Regions from separate parts of the Macaca fascicularis genome. Here region 2 is linked to region 1. The links are chromatin contacts, called in public Hi-C maps. All regions are on one chromosome and are shown on one strand. Each heading gives the region's core, a stretch centred on a gene start, on an enhancer-like site or on the middle of the called end of the contact. The rest is flanking DNA. Distances are from core to core; before and after follow the strand shown.

Evidence for each region. A called contact is a pair of places that touch in the nucleus more often than the background predicts.
Region 2: a Hi-C map of skeletal muscle shows a contact between it and region 1, with 10 times the contacts expected there. The contact joins the promoter of SIPA1L2 here to the enhancer-like site in region 1. A contact is called at or near these places in 2 of 2 Hi-C or Micro-C datasets (liver and skeletal muscle).

The regions. Positions count from the first base shown.
Region 1 is chr1:15,865,967-15,872,495 of T2T-MFA8v1.1, forward strand. The region is part of intron 8 of PCNX2 (pecanex 2); the gene reads left to right. Among named protein-coding and RNA genes, the nearest start is that of PCNX2, 51 kb to the left of the region's middle. Within about 2 kb of position 5,200, at least 1 of the 6 cell types and tissues checked has an H3K27ac peak or open chromatin away from gene starts, as enhancers often do.
Region 2 is chr1:16,475,801-16,482,082 of T2T-MFA8v1.1, forward strand. SIPA1L2 (signal induced proliferation associated 1 like 2) reads left to right here and starts at 3,334. Exons shown (of 21, transcript XM_073996454.1): 1 at 3,334-3,404.

The sequences.
Region 1 (6,529 bases), core at 3,950-6,449:
CTAGATCTTGTGTCTTTTCTCATCTAAGTCTAGCAAGAACAGTATGCTTCTTTCCCGTAGACCCCACGGAAGGTCTGATTGGTTCTGACTGAGCCATATTCCCTGAGCCCAATCACTAAGACCAAGCAAGCACTTGGTCTGGGCTTACACACACAGAACTGGATTCGAGGTTCCCCCTGAGACTGGATGGGGCTGGCTCTCTGAGGGATATTTGGAGTTCTGTGGACAAAAGCCAGGCAGCAAAATCAACAAGTGACCCCTGAGGACTCTGTTTCTGGTGAAATGGCAACTGAATTAATTACTGAGCTCCTGTAAAGAGAAAAACGTTCAAGTTTTTTGCAAGCGACTTTCCCCTTGAAGAAAATCTTTATTGAATGTCCCTAGTCACCCCTAGCTTTTCTCGTGTGTGAATGCTCCAATGGGCAAGGCCTTGGTCCACCAGTCTCAGATAGCAAGTTTTGGGTCTTTGACTGTCTGCTCTTTTTCCAGCATTATTTGACAGGGTGTTGGTCTTAAAAGTTCTAGAAAAGGGCTGAGCATGGTGGTTCACACCTGTAATCTCAATATTTTTTTTTTTTTGAGATGGAGTTTTGCTCTTTCGCCCAGACTGGAGTACAGTGATGCAATCTCGGCTCACTGCAACTTCTGCCTTCCAGGTTCAAGTGATTCTCCTGCCTCATCCTCCCCAGTAGCTGGGATTACAGGTGCCCGCCACCACGTCTGGCTAATTTTTGTATTTTTAGTAGAGACGGGGTTTTACCATGTTGACCAGGCTCGTCTCAAAACTCCTGACCTCATGATCTGCCAGCCTTGGCCTCCCAAAGTGTTGGGATTACAGGCGTGAGCCACCATGCCTGACAATCTCAGCACTTTTGAAGGCTGAGGTGGGAAGATCACTTGAGCCCAGGAGTCTGAGACCAGCCTGGGCAACATGGCAAGACTCCATCTCTACAAAAAACAAAACAAAATGTAGCAAAAACACCAACAAACAAGAAGAGTTCTAGAAAAGAAGGACACATTGCCATGTGTAATTTCTCTTTCTTGTGCTTCAAAGATAAAGTAAAATAATACACACGGTTTGCTATTATATGTATAGTTAGTCCTTAAGATAGATAATAGAGGGGACTTTGTTATGTGGTGGTGTGGCATTCAGCGGCCCATTTGGGCACGGGAGATATACAGTGCTTCCTGTCAGATGCATAAGCACAAAACTGCAGTCACTTCACTTAGCAAAATTACAGCATTGAAGCTGTTCCCTAGGTAGTTCTGGAAAAGCAGTTAAGGCGCTACCATCTGTTTAATTCGTGCTCAAGAAAAACGAGTCAGTCCTATGTCAGTCAGATGATCTTCTGGATTTAAACTGCTGTCTGACAGGCTTAGGGTGGATATTCCAATTGTCTCAAACTTCTCCCCAGACTCTGACACATGGAAAGCTGTGCTACCCATTCACGGGGGGCTAATTTCTTTGGATTTGTTATAAGCTTTGTCTTTTGCAGAAGCCCATGATGTAATGATGATTTGGGAATCTTTGAGTTGGCTATCTGAAAGAAAAATTCTCAGAAAGCAGAATAAGAACCAGCCATCTGGCTCAATTTAGATCTTTGAATTTCTGAATTAACATACTAGTACGTGTGTGCACTCGTCTGAGCTCATGTGCACCTGGGGATGTCATTGCTGTATCTCCGTCTCTCATGGTAGAGGTAAAGAATGGAACCAGAGTAGAGCCAGTGAAATGCCAGCAGGTCAGGATTTTGCCACATGGAAGGACTGAGTGGCTTGTACCTTACCCCTTGTTCCCATGTGTACTATTACGGCAGTTCGTGGCTCTGAACGAGGCACTTGCCTGCAGTAGCTCTGGTAGTAACAGCCACCATTTGTTAAACACTTATGCACTAAGCTCAGTGTTAAATTACCTAATTTTATCTGCACAACAAACCGAGGTTGGTGATACTAGCTCTATTTTACAGATAAAGAAACTAAGACTGATTGTCAGAAGTGCTCAGCTTCATGTAGATAGTAAGCGGCTGATGGACAGGTGAGTCTCCCTCCCTGCTCCCATCCCCCACAGAGGCGTCACAGGCTCAGGGTTCCTCAGCGCCCAGGCAGGTGTGATAAATAGGTGAGGGGGGCCCAGTGTGGAATGGTAGAGAGGAGTGGTGATGGCTGCAGTAAATCGGAGGGCATTTATCCCATCTGAAGGGCTGCTGCTATGTTAGTCTACTTATGATGGCTCATAAGCCCCAGGTGACAGGATTTTCCAGTTTTTTCCACAAGGAGCTAGAAATGCATATTTGTATCTAAAAGTGTATTTTGTTTCATGTTGTTGATTTTAATTTTTTTTTTTTTTTTTTTTTTTTGAGATGGAGTCTCCCTCTGTCACCCAGTCTGGAGTGCAGTGGCGCGATCTTGGCTTACTGCAACCTCCGCCTCCTGGGTTCAAGTGATTCTCCTGCCTCCGCCTCCTGAGTAGCTGGGATTACAGGCACGTGCCACCTGGCCTCAGCTAATGTTTTTGTATTTTTAGTAGAGACAGGGATTCACCATGTTAGCCAGGATGGTCTCAATCTCCTCACCTCGTGATCCGCCTGCCTCGGCCTCCCAAAGTGCTGGATTACAGGCGTGAGTCACCGCGCCCAGCCGATTTTAATTTTTTTTTTTTTTTAATACCACTACAGATCACAGGTTGTGCGTGGTTGACTGTGGCCTGTGCACTACCTGTGGTCAGCCTCTGCCCTGCCTCTCCAGTGGGAAAGCGCTTGCCCTCAGCTCTTCTTGCGCACATGTGCGGCATCCAGACGCCCTTGGTGGTTCCCACTTTGCAGGCGCCTCCAAACCACCTTGCTAAGGTCTCCACTCATTGCTCCCTTTTGAAACTCTCATCTTTGAAAGCTCAAGTTACAATCTGCCTCTGTTATACTTCTTTTCCTTCTCAGTCCTCCCTGTGAAAATAAATTCATCTCTTCAAGTTGCTGCCAGGAGGATGCTGATCACATTCTCCCTGGTATCTCATTTACTTGTAGAGAGTTCCCATCTCTTTTTCTAGATTGCATGCATCTAAAACCAGCCTTCACTTAGCCCTTTATAGGTAGGTGCTCAATAAATGTGGGATTAAATCAAATGAATCATTGGAAGTGACAAAGATGGCCCAGTTGGAGTTCTGGGATGAAGGACAGCAGGAGAAGCTAAACAGGAGGGGCCGAGTAGGGCCCTGGGGCACCTGAAACTGGTGGAGGAGTGTGGTTTGTTCTCTATGCAGCAGGAGTGATGGGAATCTATGTGCAGAGCAAAACAACCCTGATGAATGTGGGATTATCAAAACGACCTCAACAAATAAATCCCTCATCTTTGATGGGACGGTTAGAGGGAGAGCCAAAGCACTAGCAGTTTGCCAGATCAACGCATTTGAACACAGAATGTGATCTCCTCCTTTTATAAGTGGGGAAGTACAGTAAAATGAAACCTGTAAAATGACCCGTTTTAAACCAATCTACATAGAAATCAGAGGTAGAGACTCAAATTTTCCAGCCCTGAGTTTTTATTATTTTTATTTTTTATTTTTTTGGGACAGGGTCTTGCTCTGTGGCCTAGGCTGGAGTGCACTGACGTGATCTTGGCTCACTGCAACTTCTGCCTCCTGGGTTCAAGCAATTCTCCTGCCTTAGCCTCTCAAGTAGCTGGGATTATAGGCACACACCACCACACCTGGCTAATTTTTACTAGAGATGGGGTTTTGTCATGTTGGCGAGGCTGGTCTCGAACTCCTGGACTCAAAGTGATTTGCCCTCCTCACCCTCCCAAAGTTCTGGGATTATAGGCGTGAGCCACCATGCCCAGTCCAGCCCTGTGTTTTATTAGTTCATAAGGAAACAATTTTCTCTGTCTGTATGAAAGCTAAAAACAGAGGAAAATCTGACATTGAGAATTTTACTTCCTTGAAATCAGAGGTTTAGTATCTAGCTATATGAACACAAATTTTGTCTCGGACTTATCTGGGTTCAAATTCCAGCACTGATATTTACTTTTTGTTTGACATTGTGCAACTTGCTTAACCATCTTAAGTATCCATTTTCTAACAAAAAAAAATGCAGATAATACCTCTGTAATAATTCACTGGTTTGCTTTAAAAATTAAATGTGGGCCGGGCATGGTGGCTCACGCCTGTAATCCCAGCACTTTGGGAGGCCATGGCAGGCGGATCACAAGGTCAGGAGTTGAAGACCAGCCGAATCAACATAGTGAAACCGTGTCTCTAATAAAAATACAAAAATTAGCTGGGTGTGGTGGCATGCACCTATAATCCCAGGTACTTGGGAGGCTGAGGCGGGAGAATCACTTGAACCTGGGAGGCAGAGGTTGCAGTGAGCCAAGATCACACCACTGCACTCCAGCAAGGGCAACAGAGCAAGACTACGTCTCAAAAAATAAATAAATAAATAAATAAATAAATGTGATAGTACACATGCAGTGTTTAGGACAGTGCCTGCCATAGAGGGCCCTCAGTCAATGTTGGCTGTTGTTACTATCTTTGGATAGAGGCAGAAGGACTTCAGGTAAAGTGCACTGTGACTTGATATACCAAAAGATGTTGACTTTTGTTTCTTGAGTTTTTATAACAAAACACCCGATTTTATATAACAAAAATACTTTGGGCCAGGTGGAAGCCTTTCCTCTAGTCCTTTATGAGTTGGTTTATGTGATTTGAAGGCATTCCCCTTATTAACCTGTTGTGTTCCAACATCTTGGCATGTATAGTTTTAGAGTAGGTCCTTTAATATGATGTTCTTGGCTTTTAATGCAATTTGATTTTAAGTTCTTCTATTACAGTAAACATAAACTTTGATTTTGAACTTGGAAGGATGCCTACTTGGGGCTGTAAGTCATTCAGCCATGGAAGATATATTGGAAAAGCAGGTTTTTCCCTATGAGGTGACTTCAGTGGCTGGGATTGTCTCCAACTGGGCCATTAAATGACTGATTCTTATTATTGGCAAAAAAGCCATTCCTCTTAGCTATTGTTCAGCCTTGTTACCATGGGACAGTTTTATATCCCTGACTCCCAAGTATGAATAGGGAATTGTTAGTAATGTAACTTGATGTCTCTTTGGGGATTCCTGAAGGAAACCGGGAGAGGAAACAGACTTCTCTCCGTGGCCTCACTGTCGCTGTGGGAACCAGTGCAGTTCTTGTGGACTGCTCCAGAAACACAGCAGCATTTTCTGCTTGTACGATAGCTGCCCATAGAGCAGGTACCTTTGGTAACATTAGCTAGCACAGTTCTGCTTTCCCCAGAAACTGGAATGAGGAAACTACAACTTGAATTGCAGCCTTTAGAATTGCTAGTAGGAAAAACTGCCAGAGGATAAATCCACTTGAGTATTTTATTACCCAGAACACAAGATTGATTCAATAGTTCAGAGCCAAAATGAACTAATTTGCCTGGAAAGTTGGAATTGCTAATCTGCCTGGAAAACCGAAGTGGAAGTAGGCAATCTGCCTAGGAAGTTGGAGGTGAAGCTGCTTAGAAAGTTGAAATGTGTTTTTGAGTGCAAAGGGTTTGTTGCAGAGTGAATTTTTATTACTACTCAGTAGAGCTTGTAATTAAAGCTTGATGGTTTCTCTTTTTTGTTCAGCAAATATTTATATTTCTTTGTGTTTAAATTAATCCAAGTAATATAGCAGAACGTTCTTCTATGAACAATCTATAACCATGTTTCCGTATGAATCTGGCTTTTCCAGTGTCATAAACAATCTAATGGAAATGCATGCAAAATGCATATCATCTGCTCCCCAGTGAAATCTGATTGGAAAGACATGATATTTACATTCATTTTGAGGATCTATAACTCATAAAGTAGGCATGGTACTCTTCTGAATGGAAGAGTCATTCTGTAGCAAATTCATTTGCAGGACTTTTTTGGGGAATTTTTTTTTATCAAGGATGGAACTTCAACTTGTTTTTATTTAAAAAATAGAGTAGGATGGTAATATAAATATTTATGTGAATTCACTTATTCATGGCTTTTGTTTTTGAATTATTGTAGCAAAGATTGAAGTAGATATTTTCAGTTTATAAATTAGGCTTATGTTTGAAAGCTGCCCTAAATCTCTAATCCCGCTGTGTACCATACTCCAAAGGTGGACTGAAGCCCTATACTTAATCTTTACTACCTCCTCAGAGTTCTTACTCTTTTGTTGACATTATCAGCTTCTCTGACCCTTATCTCAAAAAGACCTCTTACTTATTGGGATTAACTTTCAGGAAAGTCCTCTAAAGCCACAATGTTTAATTATCTACCTGGTTCCCAGAGAAGATAAGCAGGCAGAAAGCAGCAAGAAGTAATCGTGTCTGTTTAGACTGGGTTTTTAACTTTAGTCAGAATAAATAATAGTGACACTCTGGTTTGGAGTAGCTGAGCAGGAATGTGGGGCAACGAAACAAGTCAACTAGATATTCAAAATGAAGAGTAAAACGTTGTAACTTCTCTCAGTATTAGATATACCCAGTACCATGTGCCATTCAATGATAGTT
Region 2 (6,282 bases), core at 2,084-4,583, 610 kb after region 1:
TCTCCTCTTCTTTCTCTTTCCAAAGTGAGGCAAGAGGCAGAAGATACCTCTCATAGTGATAAAGTTGGTACAAGGTGTTAACCTGTGGGTCTGAGAGTAGAGAAAGTGAAACAGATAAAAGGGGTATAAAATGTAAAATAGCTATGGCCAAGAGTTTGAATCATCAGAAAAGAAACAAACCACCTGTCTTAGAAGATACTTGGAGATACATTAGATTGGGTACATTACAGCAAAGACAAACATACAGGATTTTAAATTTCTGAAACATATGATTAAGAACTCAAGAAACTTTTTCCTTCTGAAGGACATTTGTCAGTGATCCTTAACCACGCCATCCAAGATTGGCCACTCCAGATCTCCGTGTCACACATCTATACAACATTAAATTCAAATTGGCATTTTAAATGTGTTGTCTTTGCAGTAATCTGAGAATTGCTTCCTCTGTGAAACTCCCAGCTAGGTAGTATTTTATTTCCTTGAGGATAATTTCATTATTTATCTGTAATAATCCGCATTCCCCAGAGCAGAACTGAACACATAGTAGGCCTCCGTAGATATCCACAGAACTGAGACTTTTGTATTAGATGGGTTTCTTCTAAGGCTATTACGGACAGTATAGGGTACTTAGCACATCACTTATGTTGTTCTGTTGGTTTTATGTTATTCTAGTGGTTTTCATTTTAAGATAAACATGTGCTTTGTTCGGAGCTGCAGCTGAACCATTTCTTTAAAAATTGCAACAGAACTTTGCATTTCTTAATTTACTTCACAAGACCATATTCAAACATGTTTCTGTTGTAAGAGGTTTTCTTTAAGAAAAAAAAAAAGAAAGAAAAGTTGCAGCAGCACCCATACGGTTGTCTGCCTGTGAGAACTTCCCTTTTAAGAGGAAAACAGAACCTGGCATGGATGAAGTGCCATGTAAGTGTTTGTTATACAAGTGAATAAGCCTGTGCTTGGCCAAAGGGCACCACTGTTTCCCAAACATGCCTTGCACAGGCGGCTGCTGTGTCTGCACCCACCGTGCTTCATCTCACCAAGGGTAGAGTGCTCTCTTCTCTCCTTCTTGCCTTGTCAGTTTCACATCCTTGGTGAGGCCTTTGCTGGATGGCCCAAGCCAGGTGGCTGGCTCTCCTGCTCTCCCTGTGGGCGCCACTCATTGGTGATCTTGAGCACCTGCTCTCAAGTTCTTCTCCTTGTCATAAAATTCACATACTCTAATAAATATTGCCCTTTGGGTCCTTAAAGAGTCTAATATAATACCCCGAACGTAATACGCATTCAAAGCGTATTTGTTGCAAATTATACCTATTCATTTAACATAAAAGAAATACTTATTAAAAGATGGTTAGTAATAGAAAAGGGAAGGAGGAAATAAGGATAGGAGTATAAACCCTTATTTAACTTAGCTATTCAGGTTTATTACAGTGTACACATTTCATCTGTAAGTAGAATCCTGCTGCAGTGTGTCAAGAAAACAAAACTTCCGTTTTGCTAAATTCAAAGGTAAATAGCTAGAAGTACCAGGTAAGGTCAGCCAAGAAGTTCAAAACCTTGGAACAGGGTAGACAGTTGGTATGTCTTTGAACTCCAGCTCTCTTTACACTTAGAGAAAAATAGGTAAGAGTGATGTTGGAATTATTTCAGGAGTGGATGTGCTGAATCAAAATTGTAAAAAGAATTAATCCCTTGAGTTTGTTTCTTTGGGAACCCCTAGAACATGATGCAATTCACAGAAGAAAGAAGAGTTTTGAGGGATAGAAAGTGAGGCTTGGGCAACAAGGGGAGGGAAAACCTTGGCCTGCGAGAAGGCGAAAGTGGTAAGTTCACACTAGCCTTTAGGCAAATACAATTTTGTAATTCACCATTGATTTTTTTTTTTGATTTAAGCAAAATGTATAGCTTTAATATAGAATTATTTTCAGTAAGATGTCCTGAGGCCAAAATGATGCACTGATATCTTCACACGTGCTGCAATTCCACCGTCTCTGCGCTAAGTTTCAGGCTGTTTGCCTAAAAAGGCAAGAAACAAGAGGGCTGCTGGTAGGAAGACTAGCAAGGAAGGACACACACATTAAAATCTAATACTATTTCTGGAATATTTTATTTGGTGAAGAAGGTTCAGAATCATTCCTGAGATGTGTCTCTTGAAGATCTCTCGCGGTTGACTGTGAGGTGCATACCTTATGGGTTCTGCTCTTGCCTGTATGTATCACCATTGTTCTGCACAGCAAAGGGGCTCACTCAGCACCTGCCGAAGGCAGGAACATTCCGATGAAGGCCAACCTCATGTGACGTGGAGTTCTGGGAAAGTCAGAAAGTCCCATGGACCTTCATAAACGCACACAAATATTTACTCCACAGAATCAATTACAGGCGTTAAAAAAAATACTGTCAACCTTGGTAGTGGGACTTAGGATATTTCAGTTTTAGTTTGCAAAGCACAAGAAGTGGGATGGGAAGGTGAGAGGGTGAGAATTGCGGCTAGCACCGTCATCGAAGAGTGTCTGGTCAGACTTCCATGTATGATCATTATGTATTGGATATTAAGGAGTGGGTTCCTCTTCATCTATTAGACAATGGACATTTGCAGCTGTAGCAGCAAGACCCACCTCAATGACCACCCACTGATCCAGGATCTGCTCCGAGCTGCAGTCGATTTGTGCTTTAGGGATCAAAATGCTGGAGGAGATGTAGTTCTTCTCCTCAAGGCCCTTACAGACAATGAAACGTGCAATAAGGTGAAACGTGAGTATGTCCTCCCTAGGCACTCCCAGGAAAAGTTCCTTCACGGGTGCTGCTCCTGTAGGGTTTTGTTGAGTACATAGGAGATAATGTTGGTATCTCTTGTAGAGTATCTACAATGAATGAGAATACACCTGTCATATGGTGAGCTCTTGAAGAGCCGAGCCTTATGTCCTGTGCATTTTATATTCCCAGCACCTAGCATGGTCTGGAACATCAGAGGATCTCCACGAATGTTTGTTAAATGAATACATGACAATCTTGTAAATGCTGATAATGGGGTGACAGTTGGGAAACTCATCAAAACCTGGAGTGCTCAGGAATTGTATTATGTCACAGGATTGCTTTTTGACCTGTTTAGTCATACCTAATCCCACAGATTATACCTATAATTTAAAGAGATACAAAAGATTGTATAATGTGTACAGCTTTAGATCACAGAGAAATATAGTGTGGGAGGGACCGCCTGTATTTAACTTTTAACAGGGCTGTGTTCTAGGAAGTGTTTGTGATAGGGAAGTAGAGATAACATTCTCTCTTCAGGAAGAAGTCTGACTCTAGAAGGGGAGGAACTGAAAGCCCCAATCCAGTCTCTGGGAACCCAGCTCAAAACTCTGACAAAAAGGCCTGCTCAGGAAATCCTACGGTGTCGCTGGAAGGTAAGTTAGAGGCTCCCTCCACCTGCTTTATTATTTCTGCGTATAGATGACTGTTGCTGTCCATTTAGGCAGTCAATTCCAGTCTAGCTTAAAAGATTCTTCTGAGACCCTTTAATCTTTCTGCATCTAATTCAAATGTCAAGCAATTTACAGTAATAGTTTCAAGTAATGCTTCCTCAAAGGTGAGTCAACATTTCTAAGAAAGTAGAAACGTTGGGTATAAAAAGTTCAATTTTTCCTCGTCGGAAAAACGATCCAAGACATTTCTACCGTGGGCTGAGCGCTGCCTGGAGGGCAGGGAGGAAGGGCTGAGCGGACCGGGCTGGCATGCGGGTGCCTGGAACTGCTGGTCTCTCCGTTTTCCCTGGCTTCTAAAGGTCTCTTAGCAGCATTTCCTGCACGCTGGCACCCCCTGTCCTCCTAAGATTTTACTGCCTGCGTGTTTCTCTGTGATTCCCCACCCTCCGACCCACCGGGCCCGGGGCGCCCTCCGGGGGCCGGCACACAGCAGGGTCTTGCTTCCTCGCGCTGTCTTCTTCATATGGGATCACTTCGAGATGCGGCCGTTTGGGCGTTTGCGCGGCCTCGGCGATTCTGTGGCGTCTTGGGCTGTGTATGTAGCCCCAGCGGCCGAGGCTCACGGATCCAAACGCCCGGCCGCCGCGTCTGTCCCAAGTTGGGCGACAGGAGGGCCGGGTGGGGTCGCGCCTGCGCCAGAGGAAGGCTCAGAACCAGACTCGGGGTTTTTAACTTATTCCTCAGAGGGACGAAAGCGAGTACCGGCGAGGACGGCGACAGCTCTCTATAAGCCTGGGTTCAGGTAGGCTGCCCGGCCCTCGAGCTCGCCCAGCGCCGCTCATGCTGCGCTCCACAGCCCCCTCCCCAAGAAAGGCGTTCGGGCCCCTCCCGGACGCGCCGCTCCCGCGCGCCGCGGGGCCTGGGAACAGCGCACCGGCTGAGCCTGGAGCCCGGCGGGCGGTGAGACTGACGGCGCCCGCGCCCAATCGTGGGGCGGAGCCGAGGGGGCCTGCAGGCGGCGGCCAATGGGAGCCCACAGAGCGGGCGGGGGGCGGTGCCGCCGGCGGGCGGGCGGTGGCATCGGGAGCCGGCGCGGCAGACTGGGAGCCCGGGAGGAGCCGGCGGAGCGAGAGGAGGAGGAGGACGGAGGAAGAGCGCCGCGCCCCCGCCGGCCGCCCGAGTGCAGGCCGAGAGCTCCAGCCTCCGCCGGCGGGTCCGGGCCGCCTCCGCCGGAGCCCGGCGCGGGGAGAGTCCGGGCCGATGGGCAGCCCGGGGCAGCGGCGGGCGGCGAGGCGGCAGCCCCGGTACGCGCCGCCCGGCGCGCACAGGCTGTAGCAGGTCCCGGCGGACGGTGTTGCGAAGGTTCGTGTCGGGGAATCCGACGGGCAGCGTGGCGAGGGTAGGTTCGGGATGGCTACGGCCAGGCGGTGACTGTCCGGAAGGGGAAGGGGATGCCCTTCGGGGGGCTGACGGCGGCGAGGGGCGCGGGGGTGCGAGGGGCACGGGGCAGGGTCCGGCTTGTAGACGCAGATGCACCCGCGCTCCCGGGCCCAGGCTAGGAGAGGAGCCGTCGCCGCCTGTTCTCTCCAAGTTATCGATCGTCTGAAAGGTTATTCCCGTGTCGGCGACACAGGCACTGAGGAGGACCTCCTCCAGGTGCCCAGAACTCCGCTCTGACTAACGCTCTCTGGAAGGGCTCGCGGTTGCCCGACGCAGCTCCCCCGGCGCGCCTCGCGGGCTGACGCCGAACTTGCTGCGGGGCTAATTCCCCTTCTAGAAGGGGTGCGCCCCGAGCGCGCGCCCTCACCGGGACGGATCCCTCTTTGTAAGACCGTGAGCAGCCGGGCGAGCGCCCTTCTCACTCAGCGCGACCTTTCTTCCCACTTTGCCAGCTCCTGTGCCTCCCCGGGTCTTCCCGTGTCAGTGAGGGTAGTTTGCCCACGTCCTAGGAATATCCCCAGGAAAACCTACAGATTAATTTTCAGCCGTGCCGCAAACCCAAAGAATCAATTTCGGCTCATCATCTACAAGAGGAGCCGAGGCTTCTCGGAAAGAGAGAACAACTTGGCATTACTCCTCTGGGAGATATTTGTCATCATTAACCTGCTTCAGTTAAATTAATTTAGCCCAAGATGACTCTGGCCTGAGTATTGGAAAAAATCAAGTGCATTGGTCACGGAATTATGCTCAACAAAACACGATTTTGGTCAAAATAAAATTGTAGACATCTTTGATTTGGTTAGATTGAGACTGGGTTTTGACAAGGATGGCTTTTTTCAAAAATCAAGGAAAAAAACCCTCAAAGAATCTTGGTGGTTCTCATGGCTTTGCTCAGTGAAGTTCAAAATAGTCGCACAGATTTTTCTTTTCTTTGCCTCTTTTGTCTGCAGTCTCCATTCTAAACGTTAACACTAGATGGCTTTCTTATGACAGACGTTTAGTAAACTGCCCATTTGAGTTGCGTTTGTGTGCAGCCTAGGTTGTAATTTTTCTAGTGTTACAATTAGTAATTGAAGAAAAAAGATCTCCCAAACTGTTGCTTTTTATTACTTTCCTAGAAAACCTACACATACCAGTATCTTTGCGGATATTGAGAGGTGGCCTATTATTTTTGGCATTCCTAAAGTTGAATTTCAAGAGACAACTTGGTTACTGTATTTAGTTACATCATTTAAGAATGTCTGTTTCATGTTTGGACTTACTTAAAGAATTCAGAGTTCTGTTTTGTCATCCCGTTTAGACAATATTTCCACTTAAAAGATGTTTATTGCTTGATTGAATTTCACTGCTTGATTCAGAGTTATAAGAGAGTAGTATTCATGAGAAAATGCCATCTTAAGTTTTGGGTATAAATCACGTT